Linked DNA regions of Gossypium hirsutum: regions 1 and 2 are each linked to region 3. The links are chromatin contacts, called in public Hi-C maps. All regions are on one chromosome and are shown on one strand. The core of a region is the stretch at or near the end of the contact, and the rest is flanking DNA. Distances in the headings are between cores, read along the strand shown. Region 1 holds the start of LOC107951864 (bidirectional sugar transporter SWEET1). Region 2 holds the start of LOC107951863 (ubiquitin carboxyl-terminal hydrolase 2). Region 3 holds the start of LOC107951765 (transcriptional corepressor SEUSS).

Region 1 (4,602 bases), core at 1,799-4,298, 590 kb before region 3:
CGGTGTTTGGGTTCCCTGACAAATTATGTATGAACATTTCCAAAACACAATCATCTGCCTATTTATATCGACAAAATAGAATACTTTAAAATATTTTAAAAATTAAAAAAATTTAAATTTAACTTAATTGAAAATAACAAAATTAAAAATTTCTCCTTACCATTATCGCTTGACCGACGAAAATGTGTTTGTCGTCAAAACGAATAAGAGAGCTTGTCATTCCTAAAACTTTAACCGAAATGAATATACGAAATAGTTAAATTAAACTAATGTATTTTTAAACAAGTGTATAGGAAAATCTTGAAGAAAACTTGATAAAATTGAGAGAATTTAAAAGAGAATAGAGATAGTTGAATTTGAGTGGGAAGAATGAGAAGTGACCTCATATTTATAAGAAAAAAAAAGTTACCGTTGGTCTTTTAAAAAAATTTACTATTACCAACGTTTGAAAAATCATTGGAAAAATGACCGTTGAAAAAATGTGTCCAACACTCTCTAAAAACGACATATTTCTCTAATTTAAAGAAAAAAATTACCTAAAAATAATTTTAAAAAACAGTACATATAACTAATTAAATTAAATTAAATTAAAGAATCAAATAAATTATTATAAGTTGTCTTCTTTGAGTGGCACAACAGTAACTAATTAATTTACAAGTGCGCAATTGTGGACTTTTAAATTAATCCGTTATTTTCAAGTTATTTGCGTAGCTAGAGTTGTTATCTACAAGGGTAGAAGGTTATAGAATTCAAATTTAGAGACGCACATCTTCCGATAATAAAATCTTGAGAGACTAATGAATACTTGAAAAGAGAACTTTTAAATTGGGAGTTCGAAATAATTCGGTGTGATTAAAAAAATCAAAATAAAAGATGAATTGACCAGTCCTGACATAAATTGAGTAACCATTTTTAATCCTAAAAACGCAAAAATAAATCATTGCAAAATGAAATGAAATTGAGGGAAGAAAATGATGGAAGTTAAATATGCAATTTATAAGATTATGCATTTTTAACATTTTCATTTTTAAATTTCATTTTTATTTTTCAATTCTAACTGAAAATAAAAGGAAATAAAATAATTTTCTTTACATTTTAACACACCAATGAATTTATCAATCTATTTTTCTCATTATGTTGCTTATTTTTTAATTGAATTAATTACATCAGGCATTTTTAAACTATGAACTTTATTCTAAACTAGTTTTTAAATTTCATAACATTTTAATTACATTCTCAAACTATCAATATTATACCAATTAAGTAGTTCCGTTGCTAAAATTATTAATTTAATTGTTAAATGATACATTAACTATATGATATAAAAATGAAAATGTTAAAGAAAAGTGAATATTATTAAAATAGATGCCAAAATCTTGTTTTGATATTTTAAAAGCTTTTACATATGCTTTATCATTCACTCTCTCTTTTTTAATTTTTACTTTAAAAAGTTATGTTTCAATGTTATTTTTTTAAAAAAAATATTTTAAATTTAGCTATATAAAATTTGACTTGTCATTTAACGATTTTAATAAAAAAATTGATTCATGTAATCTTAATAATTTAATATTTAATTAAAATGAAAAATAATTCATAACGAAGGCATAATTTAAAAATGACTATAGCAATAAACTCTTTCAATTTTCTTTTCACTGTTAGAAGCAAACCCTAAGAGCTTCTTCCTTAATATAGAGAGAAAGGCTGATGGGTGAAATGCATGTAGCTCCAAATTTAGATTGGATGTGATAAAATATTGTTATCCATTTCATCTAACATTAATGATGCATGCGAAAGTGGGTCCTTAACTCCTAAGTAGATGTCATGACTGACTGTTGCTTGCACCCGATCCACTAATGACTCACTGTTGCATTTGATGCTAAGGAGATTACTTAATTTCTTAACACCACTAATTAATCCCCTGTGTCTTGCTTTCAGCCATGGTTGTTTTCACGCAACTTCTGTCTCGTCTTTCCTCTCTTTTATATTTGTCTTTTTAATTAAATTATGTCATAGATTTTTGTGTTTTTTTATAGTTTTGAAATTTAATTTCTATTTTTTTATTTTAAAAAATTAATTCTTTATTTTTATGCTTTAAAATTTAAATCTAATAGTTAATATTATTAAATTAAATATATTAAAATATGTTTGAGTAGTATTTTGAAATTAAAAGATTACTTGCATAATAGTCATATGTAACAGATATATATATTGTAATGAACTTAAAATTAATAAAATAATTTTAACAGTGTCAACAGTTAAAATTTAAAATTTAAAATTTAAAAGATAAAAGATAAAAAACAAAATTTATAAAAATAAAAATATAATAACTAAATTTCAATTTTACAAATAGTACTCAACTTATAATTCTCTTGCATAATAAATTTCTTTATTTTTTGTGAAACTAAAATTTTTTAGGCATTTTCATATTTACTAGTTAGACATCCAACTAAATCTAGAATTAAACTAGATTGAATAGTATTATTTTCGCTGTCTATAAAACTTCATTTAAAATATATCGAATTATTTATCACAACTAACAAGCATCTGTTAACTTGAAGTTGAATTTATAAAATTGAATTAAGATATAAATATATAAGGGATTGGAGTTGATGAAAAAAATAAAATGTGGATCCTGAATTTTACTGCGGAGGCCTATTAAATACCGCCTCCAAATACCATTTCATTTTCTTCGTAAAATTTATACCGATCCTCGTGAGATGATTTCCCTCTGGTAACACATAAATTGAACACTTGAGCTTACTCTTACTTGCAAAGAAAATGTTCGAAATGCGTGATTTATTTTGAAAAAAAAAAACAATTTAACCAACCCTAAGAAGAAAATGAAGGAATGTTAGTTAAAAAACAAAGCAATCCCAATATTTAGGAAATGAATTAATGTATATATAAAAAAACACCAAAATCCAGAAAGGGCAATGGGATTGGGGGATTAAATATTTAACGTTCTACGCCTTGAGATAATCCGTCCAATATCACTTTCAAAACAACCCCCCAAGTTTTGTATATCAGTTTTTACCTCAAATTCACAAGTATAAGAAGGAAGCAAGAAATGGACGCTTCTCCTTACTCAAGATCCAGTGGATAAGAACAAAACACATATTTCACTGTTTTGCACTCATTTTTCAACACATTTCTTTTTAATCCCTTCCTATTTTTTTCTTTTTCTATATAAACACCCTTGCTTCTTGTTTGCTCCGCTCTTCTCCTTGTCATTTGTAAAATACACCTCTACTACTTCATTTGTTCCCCGCCCCCCCCAACCCACCCCAGACTTCATTTGGTTTAGGATCCAGTTTGATAACACAATGGAAGTTTTGCATTTCATTTTTGGTGTTTTTGGTGGGTTTTCTTTCTTTTTTCTTTTTAAAAAACTTCCTTCCATCAAACTTTCTTATGAAAATGTATTCTCTGGTTTATGTTAATGTTTTTTCTTTTTCTATAGGGAATGCCACTGCTTTGTTCCTCTTCTTGGCTCCAACGTATGTAAAATAAAGCCACTGCTCTCACCTTCTCTGAAAACGAAAAAGAACAAAGCATAAGGAAAAAGATTAATCTTTTCTGTGTTTTTTATTCTTGCAACTTTAAATATAAAAACTCCATTCAAACAAGCTCTTCTTCATCAATGAAAGAACAAGTTTTCCTTTCTTTTTTTCTCTCTCTGTATCTTATGTAATAAACAAAGACAAAAATTTCCCAGTTTTTGGTTTTCATAAATACGGTTGAAACACTAAAAATCTTCTTGTTTCTTTCCCAAAGAAAGAAAGAAAGCTTTGGTTTTTCTTAATGTAATTCTCTTAAATTTCTTCTCTTTTCCTTTTCAGCAAAAATGGCTACAATTTTTTTTTCCTTCTCTATACATTTTGGGAATGATGTATTGGTTTCACCTCTTTATTAATATTTTTGTCCAAAAAGGGTAATTAGGAACAAAAACTATGAAAGAAAAAAAAAAGATTGTCAGCTACCATTCAAAGATTAATTATGAAAATTTGTGTTATGTTTTAACATTTTGAAGGATAACATTTACGAGGATCATTAGAAGTAAGTCTACAGAGCAATTCTCGGGAATACCCTATGTCATGACCTTGCTCAACTGTCTCCTCTCTGCTTGGTGAGCCTTTCTCTTTCATTTACAAGTTTCAACTACCCTAATTACCTTTTTACCCTTTTAATTAACTGCTCAAGATATACACTGATTTTAAGTTCAATTATATAAAATATATATATATATATGTTGGCACAAATTAAAATGTTTGTTTTTAAAATCCATTCAGTCTCTTAAAAAATTGTTTGTCTTTACTTTTCGCGGCTTGACATGAGCTCAATGGGATGGTCCGGTTCCAGACATAATGGTCCAAAATTTCTTTAGCTTATTCATATTATACTCTGCCCTGATTTTATCAAATGTTTAACTTTTCAAGAATTTATCGGATATTAACCTTTGGGGTTTCCCTTTTTAAATATTTCTTTGATCCTCCTATTTCTAGATCATGTCAAATTGTTTCGCACTTGTAATTCTCAAGGAGACAAAAACAATGTCTAAAACAACAAATGCATGGACAACCAAACCTTGTTCAACTTGTTTTT
Region 2 (4,475 bases), core at 1,796-4,295, 550 kb after region 3:
AAATAGTCACGAACAATATTCCCAATATCAATACGACCCATAGGCAGAGAACTATCATTCCTTTGTAACCCTCGAATATGATTAATACATCGTCGCTAAGAAGCATAATTGTGGAAAAATGAGGTGTTCTTATCTCCCATTTTCAGCCAATTCACTCTCGCTCGTTGTTCTCAATACCTCTCCTCCTTATGCATCTCCCTATTCAGATGTCGTTTGACATCAACAAGCTCAGTCAAAGTTTCTTCTGATCTATTATAACTATTCAAATCTTCAAGTCTCCTTGTTAATTGTTTTACATCTCATCCTCTTTTGTGCTTAATCTTACCCGCCTAATTTTGCAAACCAATAGTGAGAGCTGAAATGCGATTTTGAAAAGAACCTGAGCTTTCTTCCCACAATTTTCTTATCTTTTCCTTACATGACTCCTCTAAAACCCATCAAGCTTCAAAGTGAAGCCTTTCAGGTCTTTTACCCATTCCTTCAGCCTCCGTCTCAATAAGCAAAGGACAATGATCTTAGAAAGAATGAGGTAGATGGCTTAATGAATAAGTTGGGAAAAGTTGTAACCATGCATCAGTAGCAACCTTTTTGTCGATTCTTTCTTTAATATTTCTTTCCACTATGCGTCCCCTCTCCCAGGTAAACCATGTCCCAAAAAATCCAATGTCTCCCAATTGACATTCTTTTAAAGTTCTACAAAATACCTCCATTCTAGCCTCCTCCCTTAACAACCTTCATTGGTTTTCATATGTAAAGAGAATATAATTGAAGTCACCACCAACTAGCCATGGTAGCCTATCATTTCTCCCCAAACATCGAAGTAAGTCCCACATCACTAATTTATCCCTTCTATCTGGTGCCCCATAAAACCCGTAAACCTCTATCGTGGACTTTCCTTCGCTTCTTGAATTTTAACATCGATATGATTTTTTAAGAGGCTTCTAAGAGTAACTAAATGTCCATCATTCTATCCTATGCTTAAACCCATTAGCAGGAATGTTAACATCGTTAAAAAAACCACACCGTCTCCTAACGTTCTCTATTATGTTTGCATTTAGTTTTGTCTCCATAAAGAAGACAATTGGGGGATGATAAATTTTCAGCATATGCTGAAGTCTTCTAACTGCTCACGGACTCCCCAATCCACGAACATTCCAGCAAAATATATTCATTTCTTTCGGCCGGCATACCCACTGGCAGTTGCCGATATTTGTTGAGAATGAGCTGAATGCCCATCAATAATCTCTAACGAATCCTGGACAGTAGAAACGTTAGAGATCAAAGAATCAAACCTTTGTCTCTTTTTCCCTTCCTCATTGAAAATTGGATCATCTTCTAAGTCACAATCTATAATCATCAAATCCAGCATATTAGAAAGGCCTACTACAACCGGATCTTTCCTTAATTCATCACCATTCGAATTAAACCCTATAAGTTGACTTTTGCTTACCACCAAATCTTTCCCAACATTGTGGCGTGATTTTCGCCCCTTTTGTTGACCAATCAAATCATTTGTAAATTTGGTGCCTTCCAAATTGATTCCAAGAATTGTATTAACATTAGCCCACAATTTTCTCCTCTGGTTTTGCCTTGAATTTTGGCCAAGTTGCTACCCAAACATGTCTTTCCAAAAAAATTATCCTCTCCCTCCCCCCTTAGCCATATGTTGTTTACTGTAGTAGTCTTCCGTGGCTGAGCCCGTAACGACAAGTCCCAACCCATTTCCATTTCCTGCATCCCATATTTTAATCTCATTGGGCTGAAATTGTCTCCATGGCCTAGGCAGCCACATAAGAAATAAAACAAAGTTAATTTTTCATATTTGAACTTTGTATAAGTAAAATTTGAGCCAGAGATCATAATTTTCTTTCTTCTTTTCAGAGGCTTTTGGGCATCGATCTAGACTCGAATGCGTAGATAATTTTCGTAGCCGTTGGATAACTGCTTCATATCATATTCCAGATATTTGCCAATGAAATTTCCAAATTACACCGCCATGGAATCTCTGAAAAGCCCCGGTGGCAAATCATGAATCTGAACCCACCAGTCTGAGTACACCAATGGAATAGACATCAGATCTTCATTCTCCTAAATCCTATGGATAATCAACAGGTGATTATTGAAAGTCCAGAAAGCGCCTGTAATTACTCGATTAATATCCAATTCGTTAAAAAATTTGAATAGAAAACGTTTTTCACCCAAATCCGATATTTGCACACCCTTCAAAGGGTGCCAAATATTTGTCATCGTATTTCTCATGTCTGGGAAATTGACTACACTAACAGTTAGAAAGCATCCCATCAAGCAAAAACTACATGCTGAGCTCTGTGATTCAACATCATCTAGAATAGAAAAAGCTTCTTCTTCTCCATCCTCTAAACTCAGATTCGCTAATCCTCATTCCATCACTTTCCCGCAGCAAAGATAAGCTACTTTCCACGAAACAGAATAACAAATACGAAGAGTAAAGAAGCATAAAGAAAAACACAATTGAAAGGAAAAAAAACGTACCAGTCGGCAGATAAAGACGTGCCAGAAGGCAAAATTATTCTTTCTAGTAGGATTGAAATTTTAAAATGTGAATAAAAAATATAGAAACTAAAAATAACCAAATTAAAGTAATAAATTAAATCCACAACTTTCATAAATTATAAGGACTAATAACAAATTTTAACAAAATAAAATAAAATTTAACCTTTTAAATTAATCTAAACTGAACCCATTTTTAAATTTAATTGAATAAACAACTCTCAAATTATACTCTCTTTTAGTTAACTATCTAAATTTTTTTTGGTCAAACTAGATACCTAATAAAACTTTTTTTTTTAGCTGTTGTGAATAAAAGGGAGAGAAAGTAATATGAGAGATAAAATAAGATCAAGATAGACGGGGAGAGAGAAAAAGAGACTGGAGAAGAGAAGTATGATATTGAATAATTATTTAATTTAATATTAAATTTAAAATTTTTATGTTATTAAAATGATTAAAGGGTTCTTTTAATAGAAATAAGAGTAGGGATTATAATAGTTACAAAATTATAATTTAAGTATTTGATTTGATAAAACAAAAATTAAATACCTAACTAACGAAGGCGATATAATTCGAGGGATTCTTATTCGGTTAAGCCTTTTTCTCTTTTTAAAGAGAATAAAACTGAAAAAAAAAAAGCAGGTTCGGACAGAAAACCCGACCCATGAGCACTCTTCCTTTAAGTTTGAGATGGACGGAGTGCCTAGTACTTGAAGTTGGAACCAACGGTTGAGATTCATTTGATAGATTAGAAAGCGCAGTGCTTAAAAGCTCACAGCTGAAGTAGCCCTACGAAGCCTTTTAGCCATTAGGGTTGAGGAAGAAGAAAGACCTCAGCCAGGAACGAACCTCTCTTTCTTTTCTGACAGACTTGGTGAGTTTTGGGTATTTCTTATATATTATGTTAGGCTGTTTCGCCTTTTTTTAAAAAATTACCTTTTTGTTTGTGGCAGCTGCTAAATTCTAATCATGTCTTGGTGCACAATTGAATCGGATCCAGGTTTTGCCTCTCTCTCTCTCTCTCATATTTTCGAACATTAAGTTTGTGTATTTGTTTGGAATTACTCTTAAATTATAAGCTGAACAACTTTCTTATTCATTTAATTTGTTGATGAGTTTCTTTTCTTCTTAAGAAAATTGTGTACTTATCTTAGAGGAAAGTTTTCTTCAATTTTTTCTTATTTTGTCTCTGGTTACAGTTTCATATTCTCTGAATTGGGGGTGGGGGTGGGGATGAATTAATATAGTTGAGATATTCATTTAAATTTTTATCAAAACATAAGGATGTTGCGGATTTCATTGTAATTCAATCTCTTTGTGTGAATGTGTTTTTTTTATAGTGCCATTGGAGGGTGGTTTGGGTAAATATTTTGTTAACGATCCCGACGCCTCACGCTTGCAGAGAACAATCATAAGCTTGATTGTTATCTGGTTATTTCTCACATGTTAGATTATTGAATCACTGTGTGCAATTCCTTAGAGGCTTATGATCTTGAAAATACAGCATAGTATATGCATGTTATACCTGGTGGAATTTAAAATAATAATAAAAAGAACATTGATGTTTTGTTCATGATAGTGCTAGAAACAATCTCCGCTTTTTAAAGATTCTATAATAAGATAGATTGAAGCCTTAATTGTTGCCAATAATTAGAGGTAGAACTTACATTTTCCTAAGGTTTATCTTTAATCCTGAGGAAATTTTTTGCCCCTTCATTGGTCGTATAACCCTGTGATGTCAAGTTGTGTGCCTAGGCGCCTAGGTGTGGTGAAAAGAAAAGAAAAAAAAATGCTTCAGAGCCTTCTAGATGAGGCGACTTCAAACAGGCAAGTGCCTTTTGTACTTTGTTGTGTCTTCTGTTCCAGTCCAAGGAGTTCGAAAGGCTAGCTTCAGTTAATTTTTCAATTTCCCTTTTTTTTTTTTTGAGTTAAAATGCCACATTTGC
Region 3 (4,138 bases), core at 894-3,393:
CAGTTAGTGGCAAAATTTGGTGACACGATCATTTGACTTAGTCACACACAGCCTAAGCATGTATTATTGAATGTTTTCAATTAAGTTCTTATTTGATTTCTAATTGATTTGAGAGATGTCGCAAGCTCGTTTGAGACTTAGTTTTAGATGTAAATTATATTATATTTAGAATATCAAATGTTTCATTGTAAATTGAATATTAAGCTAAAATCGTAGGTGATAATTGTTGTTAACTGTTGTAGCCTCCTATAGCTCAAGTTCGACGACTGGACCAGGTGTAGGGTGTTACAGCCGCCATCTCTCGAAGCAAAAACCATCACCAACCATTAGTCCATCTTCTCAACCGCACTTTCACTAACTCCCTATTACAGCCGTCCTGCCCTACCTCTGTCGCACAAAGCTGTCACCATCTTCTCACGGTTTCACTTAACCTATCGTTGACTAGCTTGTGTAATTGTTTGAGGTAAATTACAATTTACTAGTGTTGTTTTTTTTTTATGGCCATCTGTTTGAGTATAGACTTGCACACAAACTGTTTGCAAAAAAGCTGAATTTACCATGTCTCTAAGAGTAAGAGAAAAGTCATGTTGTTCAATCCATCAATTTTCAAGCCTAATTCCATAATGATGAAGCAAGTGAGAGATCTGATTCTGTTTTCAAGAATCAACCCAAGAATCAACCCATGCTCTCAGATAAAGGGTTTATGTTGACGAGTAATGACAGTGCTGTAATCTCGCCACTTATTCAGAAAATAGTAAACGAGCTAAAATAAAAAACAATTCTTCTAGCTCCTTCATGTCATTGTGATTAAACTTGTGTTAGTGTATATTGCTTATTATTCTGTGTTAACATTCTCATTTGTCTTGCATACTTAGTAATCTTAATTAAGTTAATTAGTTAACTCAATTCACTTTTAATTATTTCAATCACCAAGTTGTTAATTGATAGTTTCACAATTTTTGCTTTACTTATATAATCTCTATGGAGACGATAACTCTATACTTACTACTTTATTACTTGTTGACAATTGTGTACACTTACAAATTGTTCAATAATCTCATGATAAAACCTAGTAATCTATATTACTAAAATTGAAATCAATCTTCATTTCTTCTTTTATAGTTCAATTTTGATTCCAAAACCCGAAAATCGTTCACCTATTCTATTTTGTATCTATTCATAAATATGCATGATAGGTTCTTTTCTTTCTTCTTTGCTGTAACATTGTTCTTAGGTTGGATTTTTAGTGGGGTATATTTTGCAGTCCTCGGGAAAAGATCAAATGAGTTAACTATTTTTTTTCCTTTTTCCTAATATTTTTTTTTTGTTTTTAAGGAGTTGGGTATAATTAATAGTATAGAAGAGAGGGTGATTTGTACCTTCAAATTGCAATTTGAGCACTTATTTACTATGATTGGTTTGTTTTTTGAATTTTATATTATTGGCAATTTGACATCTTTCGTGACTAGTCTGTTTTCAGCATTACTTTTCATTTGAAAGTTTTTATAAAAATGCTAAGGCTTCAATGTTTTAACACCACCATTAATGAAGTTATGTTGGTTGAGAATAGAAGCTACTAAAGAAGCATTTGGTGGGTGTAGTGGTAGAAAATGAAGACTAAAAATATTAGAAAAACTTGAAAGGGTGAATTTGAAGAAGTGATTACATATTTGATTTACTTAGTCGAATTAGAGTTAAAATCAGTTGCCCTTCTATTTATATGAAATTGATTCAAATCAAAATTAAAGTATTTGACATAAACCAATATGAAGAAATTGAAGGTGAAATGGGTTTTAAGAAATTTTTTTTTTTTGAAAAAAATAGCCATAAACTTGACATCATTTGATTAGTGCAATTTTTTTAAACATCCATCTAATGAATGTGGATTAAAATCTATAACGTTAGCATATATTAGATATCTAATTGAAATAAAAAAATATAAATACTAAAAAGAAAATTTAAAAGTTAAAGTGTGAATTAAACCTTATTATTAAAACACACAAAATAGAACTCAAAATCAATGTGTCACTTTAATAACATTCCATCATCCTCATGATGGATGTATGTAATCATGTATGCATGCATATGCTACCATCACCGTACCATGGAAACAAAAAGAAAAAGGAACCCGCAAAAACAAGCGAAGGGAAAGAGTTACATTTGACTTGATTTCACCAAAAATAAAAAAGAATTCAATCAAATTGAATACAAATTTGACGTCCGCAAGGGCAAAGCAAAATCTCTTATTCTTTCTCTCTCTAAAATCTTTTCTCTTTCTTTTTTTTTTCCTTCGAGTTCTCTCTCTAGATACAGCGAGGAAGAACAGGGCACGTACTGAAACAAGAAATATAAATTATTAAGTGAAATATATAAAAAAAACAGAAGCTGAGAAGAGAATAAGAAGAATATTTGATTGAAGAGGAGAGGAAAGAAAGTTTTTCTTTTCCCTTCTTTTTTGTGTAGTGAGGGGTATAAAGATATTTTATTGGTCCGGTTTATCGAAGCAAAAAACTAGAAGAATCGAAGAGAAAGAGAGTTAAGAAATTTGGGGTTTTTTGGGTTCTTGTTTTGATTGAAATCAAAGCTTTGTAGATTTGAGTAACTCTCTTTTTCTTTTGTTTCTCCTTTGACTCTGTACCTGTTGGGATTTTCTTAAAACTCTGGTGAGTCTTCTATGAAGTCTTTTCTAGTCTTAACCCTTTTTTTATTTTCTTGTTTAGCTTGAATACCCATTTTCTGGTTTGCTCGTTCAATGTTTAGGATCAACGATTTTTGGTGTTCAGGTGCGATCGAGATGGTTTTATTTGGTTAGAATTGTTTTGTTTAGTGTAGTAAAATTGCAATTTTGAGTTTTTCTGTACGGTATGTATTTGGGGGTTTTTCTGGGTTTTCTTTAATTTTAACTAAATTTTTGTTGGATTTAATGACCATTTCTGAGTTCTTGAGATTTGGGTTTGCTTTTTAGATTTGATTGGAGTTTAATTGATGAGTTCTTTGGTGAAAGTTTTACTTCTTTTTATGTTTTTAAAAATATTCGCTAGGATATATGTTGTAGTGGATCTGAAAATTCTGTTTTTTTTTTGTATAGGGATTCATGCGAAAGCCATTCCATTGCTGCTTTGAAGAGATTGAAAATCTAAACTCCTTGCTTGGCTTCGGTTTTCAGAGCTATATGTTCAGGAACAGAACTTACTCTTTCTTATTTGGGTACAATGAAGAGCATGAAGCTAAAAGCAAGCAGCCAAGTTGGGGATAAACTGCTGATTGCCTTGAGCTATACAACTGAATATTTGTGCTTTTCTTTGTCATTGTAGTTTACTTAATATTCATGTTGTTTTAGGTAGTGGCTGCAGTTTTATGAGTGAGTATTAGATAAGTTAAGTATGGTACCATCGGGGTCTTCTACTCCTATAGGTGGTGTGCACTCTGTTACGCCTTCTCTTTTGCGGTCGAGTTCTGGGATGCTAGGAGCCCAAGGGGGTAGCCTTCCTTCTCAAACTGGCTACCCTTCATTAGTGTCGCCTCGCACTCAGTTTGGTAATATGAATATGCTTGGCAATGTGCCAAATGTGTCTTCCCTTCTTAGTCAGTCCTTCGGGAATGGGGTTCCAAACCCTCAGCTTTCTGGTCCGGGGAGTAGCCAGCGTGGAGGAATTGACTCAGGGGCTGAATCTGATCCACTTTCAAATGTAGGTAATGGGATGGGGTTTAATGCTCCCTCATCATCGTTTGTTCCATCAAACATGGCAAACCCTGGTTCATCCGGTCAAGTTCAAGGTCAGCAATTTCCAAACATTTCTGGTAACCATATGTTACCGGACCAGCAGCACTCCCTACACCTCGAATCACCACATTTCCAACATGGTCAACAAGCATTGCAACAGTTCTCTGCTCCTCAAAACACCCAGCAAGGACAACAGCAGCAGCAGTTTCAGTCTATTAGAGGAGGGTTGGCTGGTGTTGGTGGGGCGGTCAAATTGGAGCCACAAGTGACTAATGATCAGCTTGGCCAGCAGCAACATCAACAGCAACAACAGTTGCAATCACTAAGGAAGCTTGCTCCTGTGAAATTGGAACCACAACAAATACCACCCATGAGAACTTTGGCACAGGTAAAAATGGAACCCTCACATTCAGA

Evidence for each region. Hi-C and Micro-C count contacts between places; a contact is called where the count stands out from the background.
Region 1: a Hi-C map of leaf shows a contact between it and region 3, with 2.6 times the contacts expected there. The contact joins the promoter of LOC107951864 here to the promoter of LOC107951765 in region 3. A contact is called at or near these places in 2 of 34 Hi-C or Micro-C datasets (both in leaf).
Region 2: a contact with region 3 is called in a Hi-C map of leaf, with 2.3 times the contacts expected there. The contact joins the promoter of LOC107951863 here to the promoter of LOC107951765 in region 3. A contact is called at or near these places in 6 of 34 Hi-C or Micro-C datasets (callus and leaf).

Annotation. Positions count from the first base shown.
Region 1 is chrA02:92,257,394-92,261,995 of Gossypium_hirsutum_v2.1, reverse strand. It overlaps LOC107951864 (bidirectional sugar transporter SWEET1), which reads left to right and starts at 3,048. Exons shown (of 6, transcript XM_016887025.2): 1 at 3,048-3,357; 2 at 3,461-3,497; 3 at 4,031-4,126. The coding sequence starts at 3,324.
Region 2 is chrA02:91,116,398-91,120,872 of Gossypium_hirsutum_v2.1, reverse strand. It overlaps LOC107951863 (ubiquitin carboxyl-terminal hydrolase 2), which reads left to right and starts at 3,045. Exons shown (of 6, transcript XM_016887024.2): 1 at 3,045-3,403; 2 at 3,483-3,529. The coding sequence starts at 3,499.
Region 3 is chrA02:91,669,672-91,673,809 of Gossypium_hirsutum_v2.1, reverse strand. LOC107951765 (transcriptional corepressor SEUSS) reads left to right here and starts at 2,143. Exons shown (of 10, transcript XM_016886904.2): 1 at 2,143-2,663; 2 at 3,089-4,138. The coding sequence starts at 3,384.